Linked DNA regions of Rattus norvegicus: region 2 is linked to region 1. The links are chromatin contacts, called in public Hi-C maps. All regions are on one chromosome and are shown on one strand. The core of a region is the stretch at or near the end of the contact, and the rest is flanking DNA. Distances in the headings are between cores, read along the strand shown.

Region 1 (5,671 bases), core at 1,039-3,538:
TCATTAAGGGGAAATTACACTGCCTGTTTATGTTGTATGTGTTCAACCAATACACTTGAGTGTTTATATGCGATATGCAAAGAAAACTATGCTAAAAGTAACAAAAACAGTGGGTCTGTTCTTTCTCAGAGTTTTGCAGTACATTAATATTTTGATAAGAAAGTAGTCCAGGTTGCCTCTCATTGGTGTCATTACCAAAAAAAAAAAAAAAAAAAAAAAACCGCGATAGCCAATCCATATTGTCTTCTGTGATGCAGATATTTTGGGCAGTTGTATACCAAGAGTGACACAGAACCGATCATTGATTATATTAGAACTTGAGGCCACATCTCCATAGTTGTAACTCCCTGCTTTCTTTCTGTTAGAACCAAGTTTTCCTTATGGTACGTCACTACAAAAGGTGAGACCACCAAGTCAGCATAAGCAATGCATTATATACTGTAGGGGAAGAGGAAAATAGTTTTATAAGTAATCTTGATGGTTTCACCAATCCAGAGATAAAGGCTACTTTCTAGCCGGGCAGTGGTAGCACATGCCTTTAATTCAGTACTCAGGAGGCAGAGGTAAGCAGATAACCGAGTTCAAGGCCACACTGGTCTACAGAGCAAGTTCCAGGACAGACAGAACACAGGAAAAAACAAAACCAAAGCAAAGCAAAACAGTAACAAAAGCCCCAACTACCTTCTGTAGCCAAGTTGTCCTTGCTTTAGGACTTGAATATTTATCAGTGAATGAGACTTTGAGATCAATTCAGTGACATACACTTAAACCCCTTGATTCTGTCTCCAGCATGCATTATCTTCCTCTAACATAGAAATACTGGGGAACACTGATTTGGGTCCAAGCATCTATGACTGTACCCTGAAGAGCTACAAAGTCGTCTGTGAAATGCTGTTATGATGTGCGTGAACATTGGTGTGCCGCAGTGCTTTTATTTAGAAGAAAGGCTACACATTTTCACAGACCATATGCCCCACCCACCCAATGGGCGTCTTTGCTGTTTTTGGCGAGGTAGTTTAATGTTCAGTCTCCGTGTGGTTTTTATTTCTAGCTGAATATGGTAGGAACAGTCCTGGGCTCATATAGGAAAGTCGACGAGGATGTTTTTGAGATTAATGAGAAAGTTTATCGGTTCTAAAATCCGGAAGGAAATTACCAATTTTATTTTCATTTAAAGGATATATTAAATCTTTTGAGAAGGAAACATGGAGTGGTGCTTCATACCAGAGCCTCTGTGATATTGTCCCATGAAAGACCGCTGGGCTACCTGCCCCTGAGAGGGAGAACACATGAAAAGAGGCTGGGTTCTGCCACGTATCCCAGCCTGCGCACTGGGCTAAACTCACTGACCTCCCCGGTTCAGAAACTTGAACTTGAGGGTCTCCTTTCCCTGTCTTCTGAATTCACGAGCAAGTCGCTGGCTCTCCACAGCAGACACCTGGGACTGCTTTTCTCAGAAGTTTAATTGAGCATTTAAGGCTCCTTCAGAGAAGCCATTTGTCTTAAATCTCTGCTGGCCTCTGGAAAGCCCTGCTCCCCTCAGTCATCCATACTAATTTGTAGGCATACAGCAAAGTAAATTAAAAGACATGGCTGTCTTTGCTAATCCTGGGCATCAACTGTTTCGTGAATCTTGATAAAAATCTTGAGTCTGCTGTTTCATTCCGTGGTTGTTTTGAAAAACCTCCAGCCAAGATGCGTTCCCTTTCTCTGGAAGGCGGGCGACTCCAGGCCCTTCCCCATCCTCGATTTCTGTTGTTCTCACATAGGTTTGCACGAAACATCTGCTGGCTGAGCCTCTCTTCATAGCCTGCCTGGGTGTCTGCTCTCCCCAAAGGCTGCCTTGTTCAGCCTGACACTCCCTCTGCATTTATGCCTTCTTTGTTTAGGATTCTGCACACAAGATTTTTATTTGGTACGGAGGTGGGTTTACCCTGAAAATTCCTCGCCTCCCTCAAAGGATTGTCCCCTTCATAGTAGATCCGGCATCTTATACATTTTTCATAGGTTGTGTGCGGTGAAGGTCACACGAGGGCATGCTATGAATATTGGTGAGCCTCGTTCTTGATTTGATCTCTTCCCTCGTGCTGCTCTCGTCTTTCCTGTGATCGGCTGGCCTTCCGCAGCAGGGCTTCGGTTGTGTCTGACCTTCAGGTCCTGCAGTTGCATTCCTTGCCAGGCGTTCTCCTCCTGGAAACTCTGGCTTCTCGTCTAGCTGTGTACGGCACAGTTAGTTCCCTGCGCTGTGTGCTCGCCACCCTTTGCAGCCGTACAGCACAAGCAGATGGGGCGGTTATCTGAGTTCAGACAACTGAAACGGAAACTTGACTGTCTTTATATGCACTTAATATTGTCATGTCCTAGGCCAGTTTCCTGAAACCATGCATGAACCGTAAAAACCGTCAGCATGAAACATACGAAGTCTTAGGAGATCTGAACTCGGTTGCCTTCTTTAAATTTTTCTTATCTTGTATCTCATTTGCGAATCCTCAATATTTCTTTTATTAAATAGAGAAAATATTACCAATTGAATTATTCACGGTAGTGGGGGATTCAGAAGAGCCTGGGTAACTCACTCCTGCGTTTCCTTAGGCCTTGTTCATTAACAAACCTTTCTGTTAAATGGGTATCACTTGTACGTTCCTTTCTTCCCTCTGTCCAGCTACACGGTTCTGTGAATTAAAGCAAATTTGAGGAAATACCTTTTCCTGAAGAGTCCATGACAAAATAAAGTCAGAGAAAGGGTAGCTGGAGAACTCCATCCTCAGAGTTAATCCGTGCCTGTCGAGGTAGGGGTGGGGTTATGGTTGTGCAGAGGCGTGAGCGTATGGCTGTAGATGGCGCACACAGGACATGCAGGGTGAAGATACATTTGTATTTGTATATTAGGGCTTTTTTTAATTTTCCCCTCACAATTCCAAAATAACAAGAGGGGGTTGACAGATAGTCCCCATATTTTACGTACCATGAAATAGATTCATGAATGATTCCTTTCAGACTTTAAAGCCAGTTGTGCTTCCCCTCACCGACATATTTTATTGGGTATCTGATCCCAAGATAGACCACGTGACCTCTCTCTCTGACTGTTATCAGCATCCGTCCCAGAGACATTAGCAGCGACAGTCCGCCCTCTCTCCATCTAAAGCACGCAACTCAAAGTGGAATTGCTTTGAACCTGTCTGCGCTCGGTGACCCAAGCTTCTGTAATTGTCAACATGCGTGGCCTTTCAACTCCAAAGCAAACTTCCTGTCTTTGCTGCTTGCAAGCTGTGTAACCCTGGGTAGACTCACTCTGCTCCTGAGTTTCACGTGTGCAAAATTGAATCAAAAACCACCTATTCAAAGGTTGCTGTGAGGATTAAATTATAAGACAATCACTGTGCAGAAAAGTAAGAGTTTATTAATATGACACATGCCTTTGACCCCCACCCCCAGGAATTAACGAAGTCAGCAGCTTCTAATATTTTTCCTTAGTTTATCGTCATTCGACACTGTCTGTCCACCTTGCTGTCTGTTACCACTTACGCAGTCATATCATCTCGAATCTGAACATAAGCCACCCTCCTGTACTCATGAGCAATATTTGGCTTTTTCAAATGTGTCCTTTTCTGTTAGCACTACAAATACGTTATTTTTAATATTCCCATCGACTATTTTTAATGATTAGTAAGCAATAAATGATGCCTCGGGAATGTCCATAGCATATTCCAAATCTAGTACAAGCACCGCCAGCATTTAAACTTTTGAAATGCCAAGTGTTAAGGGAACATGTCAACCACGATCGCCATCTGTCGGTGGTGGCTGGTGTAGGCTCCCATTTTCTAAGCTCTCCTGTAACTGGGAAGAGGGGCTGGAAAGTGGGGAAGGGAACAGAGGGTGCACTCCTTTACACACGCACAGCCAATGCTCACACCCTGTAAGGAGGTACACGGACACTCAGACCTAGGACTTTAGGCGATTTTAATTTTGTCAACCTAAGAATCTGTGTTCTAATTTCAGTAGTATATGGCTTTCGGGATTTAAGATAAACCAAAGAAATGGGGGAGGTTATAATTCTGTAAGGAGAAAGCTATGGGGACAGCAAATAATTGTTTAATTAAAACTAAAATATGTTTGGTTTTACTCGTAAGCAGAAACGGGGGAGGAATAAAGATATATTGCAAACCAAAGGAGCTTCAGTACATCTTGAGCAGGTCTTCAGCCAGGTCTGCAAGAGCAAGGGGCCTCAATGTGAATTCCTAACTTGTTATCCTCTCCCTTTGAAATTCTAATTATTCTCCAGTCACCGTCTCTTAATTACTCTTTATCCTTTTTCTGCCACTGCTTCCTCTGGAGTGGATTAACTCCTCTTAGCCAAGAGTATTATGATGAGGGGTAGCGAGAGGGCTGTGGCCTGAGCCTAGTTACTTTGAAGTTGGATAAAACCTAAAGAGGAACACAGACATACTGGCTTCCCCACAGCCCTGGACCTTACATTCCTGGGTATGTCCTGCTTGGTGTTCTTAGAGTCAGCGTTTACCCAGTACAGTGTACATCTCTCTTCCTCAATAATTTAAAAAAAAATCTAAATGGGAACAAGGGTAGCTGAAAGTTCTTATCCCTTTATGAATTTGTACCCAAACATCTGTTAATCTTGTGGGCGCTGGGTGATTGACAGTAGATTCAGATTAAGTTCTAATTGCACCCCCAACCCCCGCCACCCTCACCACCCCCATTATTAAACCTCATTGCAAGTAAAGCTGTCAGAGCAGTGCTGGCCATTTGGCATTGCGCTCTGGGCGTAGCTTCTGAGTGGACAGCACGGGAGATGTTTAATGAAAGCGAAACCCCTCAACACCCCTCAGTGGCTCCAGATAATCACCTCACTGTGTGCAGGAGCCAGCAGACCGTGACTCCTCAGACAGTGAAACCCTCGTAACTTTCTGTGAAATCACAGTCTTTCTGTCCTAGCCCACGAGCTGATGAAAGCCACAGCGGAAAAGTAAAACTGGTAAATTTCAGAAGCGCCTCCTCTGTTACTTTCCCCTTTGTCAGTCTGGAGCCCTGTGTTTTTGTTTCGTGCTAAAAAGTAAACACTGCTCGGCCTTGGGGGGGAAACAGAGAGTCAGTACTGAGGTGGAGGAGACCATCTGGTCCTCCCAACTCCTTCTGAAGGACAAACTGCCTCTCACAAGCACTTCAGAGACAGCCTGCAGTGAAAACTTTAAGACTGTGGGTTTTTTTGAACTTCAGAAATTTAGGCAAACTCTTAGGCTTAAACCATGGTCCTGTTTGTTTGGGTTGGTTTTTTTTTGTTTGTTTGGTTGGTTGGTTTGTTGTTGTTTTGTTGTTGTTGTTGTTTTACCGTTCACAAAAATAGGAGTAGCAACCGATTAAAAAAAAAAAACATAAAACACGTACCGCGTCGAACACACCCACCACACGTATCCTCATCCTTGCTCGTGGCCCGGCCCTTAAGAGTGTAAGTAGGACTTCGGTAACTATAATCCCCTTTATTATTTCTTCAGTGAATCAGTGAGACAATTAGGGCCGGCTTCTGGGAAAATAAGATTTGCACAGGTTCTCCAGGATCAGGATGGTAAGCTGAGGTAATGGGCAGGTGGCGTGGGCATGTCTACAATGGTGTTCGAGGTGGATTTATGTGGCAGATGGGTCCTCTTAGAAGGACCAG
Region 2 (5,610 bases), core at 133-2,632, 170 kb before region 1:
GTCCAAATTGTCTTCACATGAACTACAACTATTTTATTTTATTTTTTTCAAGAAAAAATGTACAGCCCAGAAACTTGTCTAAATCATATAAAGATAAGGGTTCCAGCCCACTGTGTTTATCATTTTTAAAGCCTGTCTTAAAATATAATCATATAAAGATCTGATTACTGAAGAAAATCATGCATTCCTGTTTGACTGGATTTACCTTGCACTGAGAAGTGACCAAAAACCAAAACCAAACAAACAAAAAACAAGAAAACAAAACAAAGCAACCGAGTTCGATTCAATAAATGTTTTTCTCCTAGTCTTTTATCAGCCGGGCAAGGACATCAACTTAGGGACATTCTCTTCCCCATCCTATTGTACATCTCATATTGTCTCTTTTTTAGCTAGAATATAAAAGTCTTCTGCAGGCAACTTCAGGGACCAATTAACTCCATTAAATTATATCCAGTTATGTAGTGAACTGAACCGCTGCTCGTCTGGGGCTGTCTAGAGCTGAGACAATTAGGAGACGGAGAGAAGCAGAAAGGGAGATTGATTTTATGTGTCACTGAAACACACTGCAACAATATGCCAGCGTGACTTTCAAAATGGCCTTAAAATATTCCAAACTCAGGGAGTTTCCTTGCTCCTGAGTGGGAGTTGACAGACTGTCTGGCAGCATTAGAAAAGGCAGGGAGAAACTGATGTCTATATTGTGTCCTCTAATAACATTCTTCCTCTTTTTGGCATCTTTCCCTTAGAAGGACCCGCTAGTTTGGTGTGTGTGTGTGTGTGTGTGTGTTTGTGTGTGTGTGTGTGTTTGTGTGTGTGTGTGTGTTTGTGTGTGTGTGTGTACACGCAAAGAGCATGGTTTCACATCTGGGAAAACCAAACCGAAGGACACTAACCTTCCCAAGGTCACTTAGAAAATTAGTGCTGTGACCTGGTGTGTGGGTGGAACAGAACCCAGGTGTCCTGGCTCCAGCTTTGTGATTGGACATTAAAGCATTTTCCTTTGTGGGGAGAAAAAAAAAATCACCGGTCCGGGAATTTGGGGGAAGTGAGAGATTAATCAGATTTCCTCTTTCCCTCTTTCCCTCCCTCCCTCCCCCACTTACGAAGATTAAAAACTCAGGAAAGCTAGAGGTGCCTTCTCGGCAGTTATTAAGCAGGGTCTACCAAACCTATTCCCACCCTGGACACAAAGCGATCGCCGCTCCCAGAGATTCTGTGCGTCCTCTTGAGAGCCTAGGAGGTGAGGAGTGGTGGAAAGTCAGCCCTCACCTCCAGCGGGTCCCGGGCTCGGCGGCGCCCAAGCCCCGCCCCCGGCCGCCCTTCCCCCGCGGCCTCGGCAGCCAGCCCCTCTCCCCTCTCGCTGTCGGGCGCACCCACCCCAGATGCCGCCTGGCACCAAGCGCAGCCGCCGCCGCCGCCGTACTTTCCACTTGTATTGATCACTCGTAGCTGGGCTCAGCCTGCTCCCGGAGCGCAGCGCGGCCAGAGCGCCAGCCCTTGGCAGCTCGGGCACAGTCGGGCTCCCAGAGGAAACTCCTTGGGAGCGCCCTGTCCGGGGTGTCCTCTGCGCTCTGCAGTGTCTTTCTGTCTGCCTGGAAGGAGGAGGAGGAGAAGGAGGAGGAGGAAGAGCAGAAGGAGGAGGAGGAGGTGGAGGAGGAGGACGTCGTCTGGTCCCGGTTGGGAGGTGGAGCAGTGGCAGCAGCAGCCGCCGAGGCAGCCGCCGCCGCCGCCTCCGGAAAGGGAGAGGCAGGAGAAAGAGATCGGGACTTGGAAAACCTAAAGTGTCTTCGACCCTGCACGGCAGGCTTCCTTCCAGCTTCATGGGCAAAGTGTGGAAACAACAGATGTACCCTCAGTACGCCACCTATTACTACCCCCAGTATCTGCAAGCCAAGGTAAGGAGGCGCGGGGAAGGGTCGCCAAAGGAGGGGACCGCGGAGGCGCGCGCCGGGCCGGGCTGGGGAGGGGCGCACGGCGACCCTCCCGCCTCTGGGCACAAGTGCTGGGGTTGCTAACTATAGCGCTGGCCTGGGCAGAGCCAGGCTGTGCGCGGGGCGGCGGCTTCCCGGGGAGCCGATCGCGGCGATCGGGTTACAGAGAGTAGCGGGGGGGAGCGACTAGACAGGAAAGGACCGCTGGCCCCTTCCTGGCCGGCGAGGAGGAAAGGGTCTCGCGGCCTCACGGCTCCCCCTCGTCCAGCCCGGGCTGGCGGCCGGCCGATGCTTGGGGCCCGCGGCAGGACCTGCTGGCGGCACGGCTTTCAGACCTCTCCAGGGCCTCGCCCTGCGGGCAGTAACTGTGGGGTCCCCTTGAGTGGCGCGCAGCCCCCCGCCCCGCCCCGCCCCGCCCCGCCCCACAGGACTACCCTCCAGCTCCCGCGCGCGCGACGAAGGTGGCTGGAGGGGGCCGGGACGGTCTCCTCCCCGCCTTGGGCCCTGTGCGCCCGCCCCTCGCCTCTGATCTTTGTGCGGTGTGGCACTTCACCTGGTTACTGATTTCCACTTTTACGCTGGTGTTTTGGGTAGAGAAGTGGCCAAAGTTCACTCTGCATTCATTGATATCCCCTTTAATCTTCTCTGTAGCTTTTACATGGGAGGGACAATGGACAGATTTCGATGCATAAAAAGAAGTGACTTTGTATTTACTTTTCCTTTTTGGTTGTTGTTTTTAAACCGCCTTGAGTGTGTACCAGAGAGTGATTTCCAATTCTGCTCAAAAGTGGCACAGTCTTGGGTAAGGACCGCTGATGACATGTAGGCAGGCAAATTGTGCCTGGCTTTCCAGGGACCCTGGGCACTTTGTTAATGGGCCTATGCTAATTTTACAACAGTTTGATGTCTCATAAACTAATTTTAAAAAATTATTAGGGTTCATGAAAAGTGCACCTTACCGCCCTGGAATCATACGCCACAATTAGGAAAGGCAGAATGGGATGGTGGGTACAGCAGCCTTCTTCAGCTGTTAACACACCTAGTATGTCCTTCTAGATCACAAAAGAATCAGGTATGGATGCAGTGTTTGAACTTTCTTTAGGGGATTGTTTGCTGGCAGATGGACATTGCTGACCTGGTACTAAGAATCTATGCTTCAACCTTGAAAGCTTCTCTTTCTCTCAATGTGTGTGGTCCATGATGCCCTACAACATAGCTCAGTGTTTGTCCACGTAAAAAGGACTTGTCAGCAGAGGCCAGAAATTTCCCAGCACCTAAAGGCCTCCTTGCTGCTCTCCCAATTCCCCATTTACCTTCGCTCACTGGAGATCTGTAAGGTGTTCGCAACTGCTAGAGCAGGACCGTTCATCTCCATGTGGTTGACATGCCATTGTTTTAGGAACTTGAGGGAGATTCTCTCTCTCTCTCTCTCTCTCTCTCTCTCTCTCTCTCTCTCTCTCTCTCTCTCTCTCTCTGTGTGTGTGTGTCTGTCTCTGTCTCTCTCTCTGTCTCTCTCTCTGTGTATGTGTGCTGTTTGAAGAAATTTCGTAACGTGATCTATGCGCCACCTTTTAGCTGTGTTATATATTTGATGCATTCATTTAAATAATTATGCAGCATTTGGTTGCCTGAAGGACAAGCCTATTCAACACTTAACTCCATGAATAATAAATGCACACATTCAGGTGAAGAAGGGGAGGAGCCATGTTCCTATGAAACATTTACCTTAGTAATTTTTATGTACCATTAGTAAGTTAGAAACCAACTGCATAGCATTTAATATAGCTAATGCAATGCCATTTGGCTTTTATTATTATTATATATATAAATTTTTTTTTGCCCTGTAAATAATTGAAGAGAGGGACAAACGGCAAAGCCTGCTGGAGTAATTAGGGCTGGATCCCAGGAAGCTTTAGGGTCCATTTTCTGAAAGTGTGCTTCCTGCATAAAGCATTTAATATTGATTTGTGTTACAGTAAATGACAGCCTCAAAACATACTTTGCTGTTTCTCCTATGAAATCTGAAATCTTATTACTCTGAATCCCTTTGTTTCAGGAGAAAGGTGCGTCCTCGCTTGACCTATATAATGTGGTGTTTTAAAAGTTTGGTAATTAAATCTAAACTCCCCATTGTAAAGGTGTCATAATTAGTTCAGAAAGGAGTGTCTCCAAAAACACGGAGATGTAGATTCTAGATATCAGAGTCGGAGTCAGGGACACACACCCCTTTTCTCCTTCCTGTAGTCATTGGTAAGATGGCGGTAGTGGAAGTCATTAAGAAATATGGAGACTTTATTTGACTTCTAGTTTAATGACAAGCATAATCTGCCTGAAGAGTTAATGAACTCACCGAGAATGCTTGTCCACCGTGCGGATGCTTGCCCGCGTGTGTTCTGACCTTCAAGAGATGGAATACGTCACTCTTTGTAAAGTACACTGATGTGTTTGGCTAGTCCCAGCTGTTGTGAACTCCTGCTTGAAAGCTGTGTCAAAAAACTAAGCAATGGTATGTTAGTTATTTAAGAACGTATTTAACCTGAGATTATAAAGTAGATGTGGTTTTGTTGGGTTACGTGAGGAGTAGATGGATCTGACATATTTCCTCAGAGGACTGAGTGAATACCGATTTTAAAAAAGTTCTTGGGGTTGGGGATTTAGCTCAGTGGTAGAGCGCTTGCCTAGCAAGCTCAAGGCCCTGGGTTCAGTCCCCACCTCCGGGGGGAAAAAAAAAAAGAAAAAAAGTTCTTTAAAACAAATTTTATTAGCATACTTTCAAAAGTTGCATGTGTCAAATGCTTCTTGTGTTAATCTGATCAGAGACTGTTTTGGCAAATTTATTTTTGAAAGATGCTCCCATAAAACACATCAATTCATTTTACAATCAGGAAAATAACACTTAGAGTCAACAACTACATCTGGGTACCTCACGCTTTGACAGAAAGGAAAGGTAATATCATCTGCACAGAACTTCCGGTTGATGTGAGGCTTCTGAGAAGAGAGTGGGCCTGGATACATGTGAAATGTAGTCTCTGTCATGCCTCAGCCTATGGTAACACAGAACTGGAGCACCCACTTTTACTCCATGGGGGTGGTTTTGTTTTGTTTTGTTGGTTTTTATTTTGCAGTCAGTGCTGTCTTATTTCAGCTGGTCTGCCTTATCACCTGGCACTGTCAGCCTGAAGTATCCTTTGATGTAAGTTTGTAAACACAAGCACACATTGTTCTAAAGAATGTTCCAGATGTTAAGATGACTTATGAGATATCAGAAAGAGAGAGAGAGAGACAGAGACAGAGACAGAGAGACAGAGAGAGAGAGACAGAGAGAGAGACAGAGACAGAGAGAGGAAGAGAAAGAGAGAGAGAAAGGGGAGGAAGAAAGAAGGAAATTTTGATTAACATTTTAACTCAGAGATTTTTTTTACGTACAAGTTACAAGTTGTTAGCTAGTGGAAGGAATCATGGCTAATGTCCACAAGAAACACCAGAACATACATTACTACTGAGGCAAATATTTAAGTGTTTATAGGGATACAATACTTACTCCTTCTCTTTGGAAGAAAGAGAAGTATATGTTTTTCTTAATTTATATTGCTTGCTGGATATTCTGTACCCTTAAAGGCAACATGATACATATAATCTTTATTCATATGTCATTAGTCTACAGTTTTCTACAATATAT

What was found. A called contact is a pair of places that touch in the nucleus more often than the background predicts.
Region 2: a Hi-C map of liver shows a contact between it and region 1, with 3 times the contacts expected there. The contact joins the promoter of Rbms1 here to the enhancer-like site in region 1. A contact is called at or near these places in 7 of 12 Hi-C or Micro-C datasets (Schwann cells, frontal cortex, kidney and 3 more).

What each region holds. Positions count from the first base shown.
Region 1 is chr3:65,653,693-65,659,363 of GRCr8, reverse strand. All of the region lies in intron 2 of Rbms1 (RNA binding motif, single stranded interacting protein 1), which reads left to right. Among named protein-coding and RNA genes, the nearest start is that of Itgb6, 130 kb to the right of the region's middle. Within about 2 kb of position 2,288, at least 4 of the 93 cell types and tissues checked have an H3K27ac peak or open chromatin away from gene starts, as enhancers often do. A contact at or near this core is called in liver, where this site is marked.
Region 2 is chr3:65,824,785-65,830,394 of GRCr8, reverse strand. Rbms1 (RNA binding motif, single stranded interacting protein 1) reads left to right here and starts at 1,382. Exons shown (of 14, transcript NM_001012184.1): 1 at 1,382-1,895. The coding sequence starts at 1,821.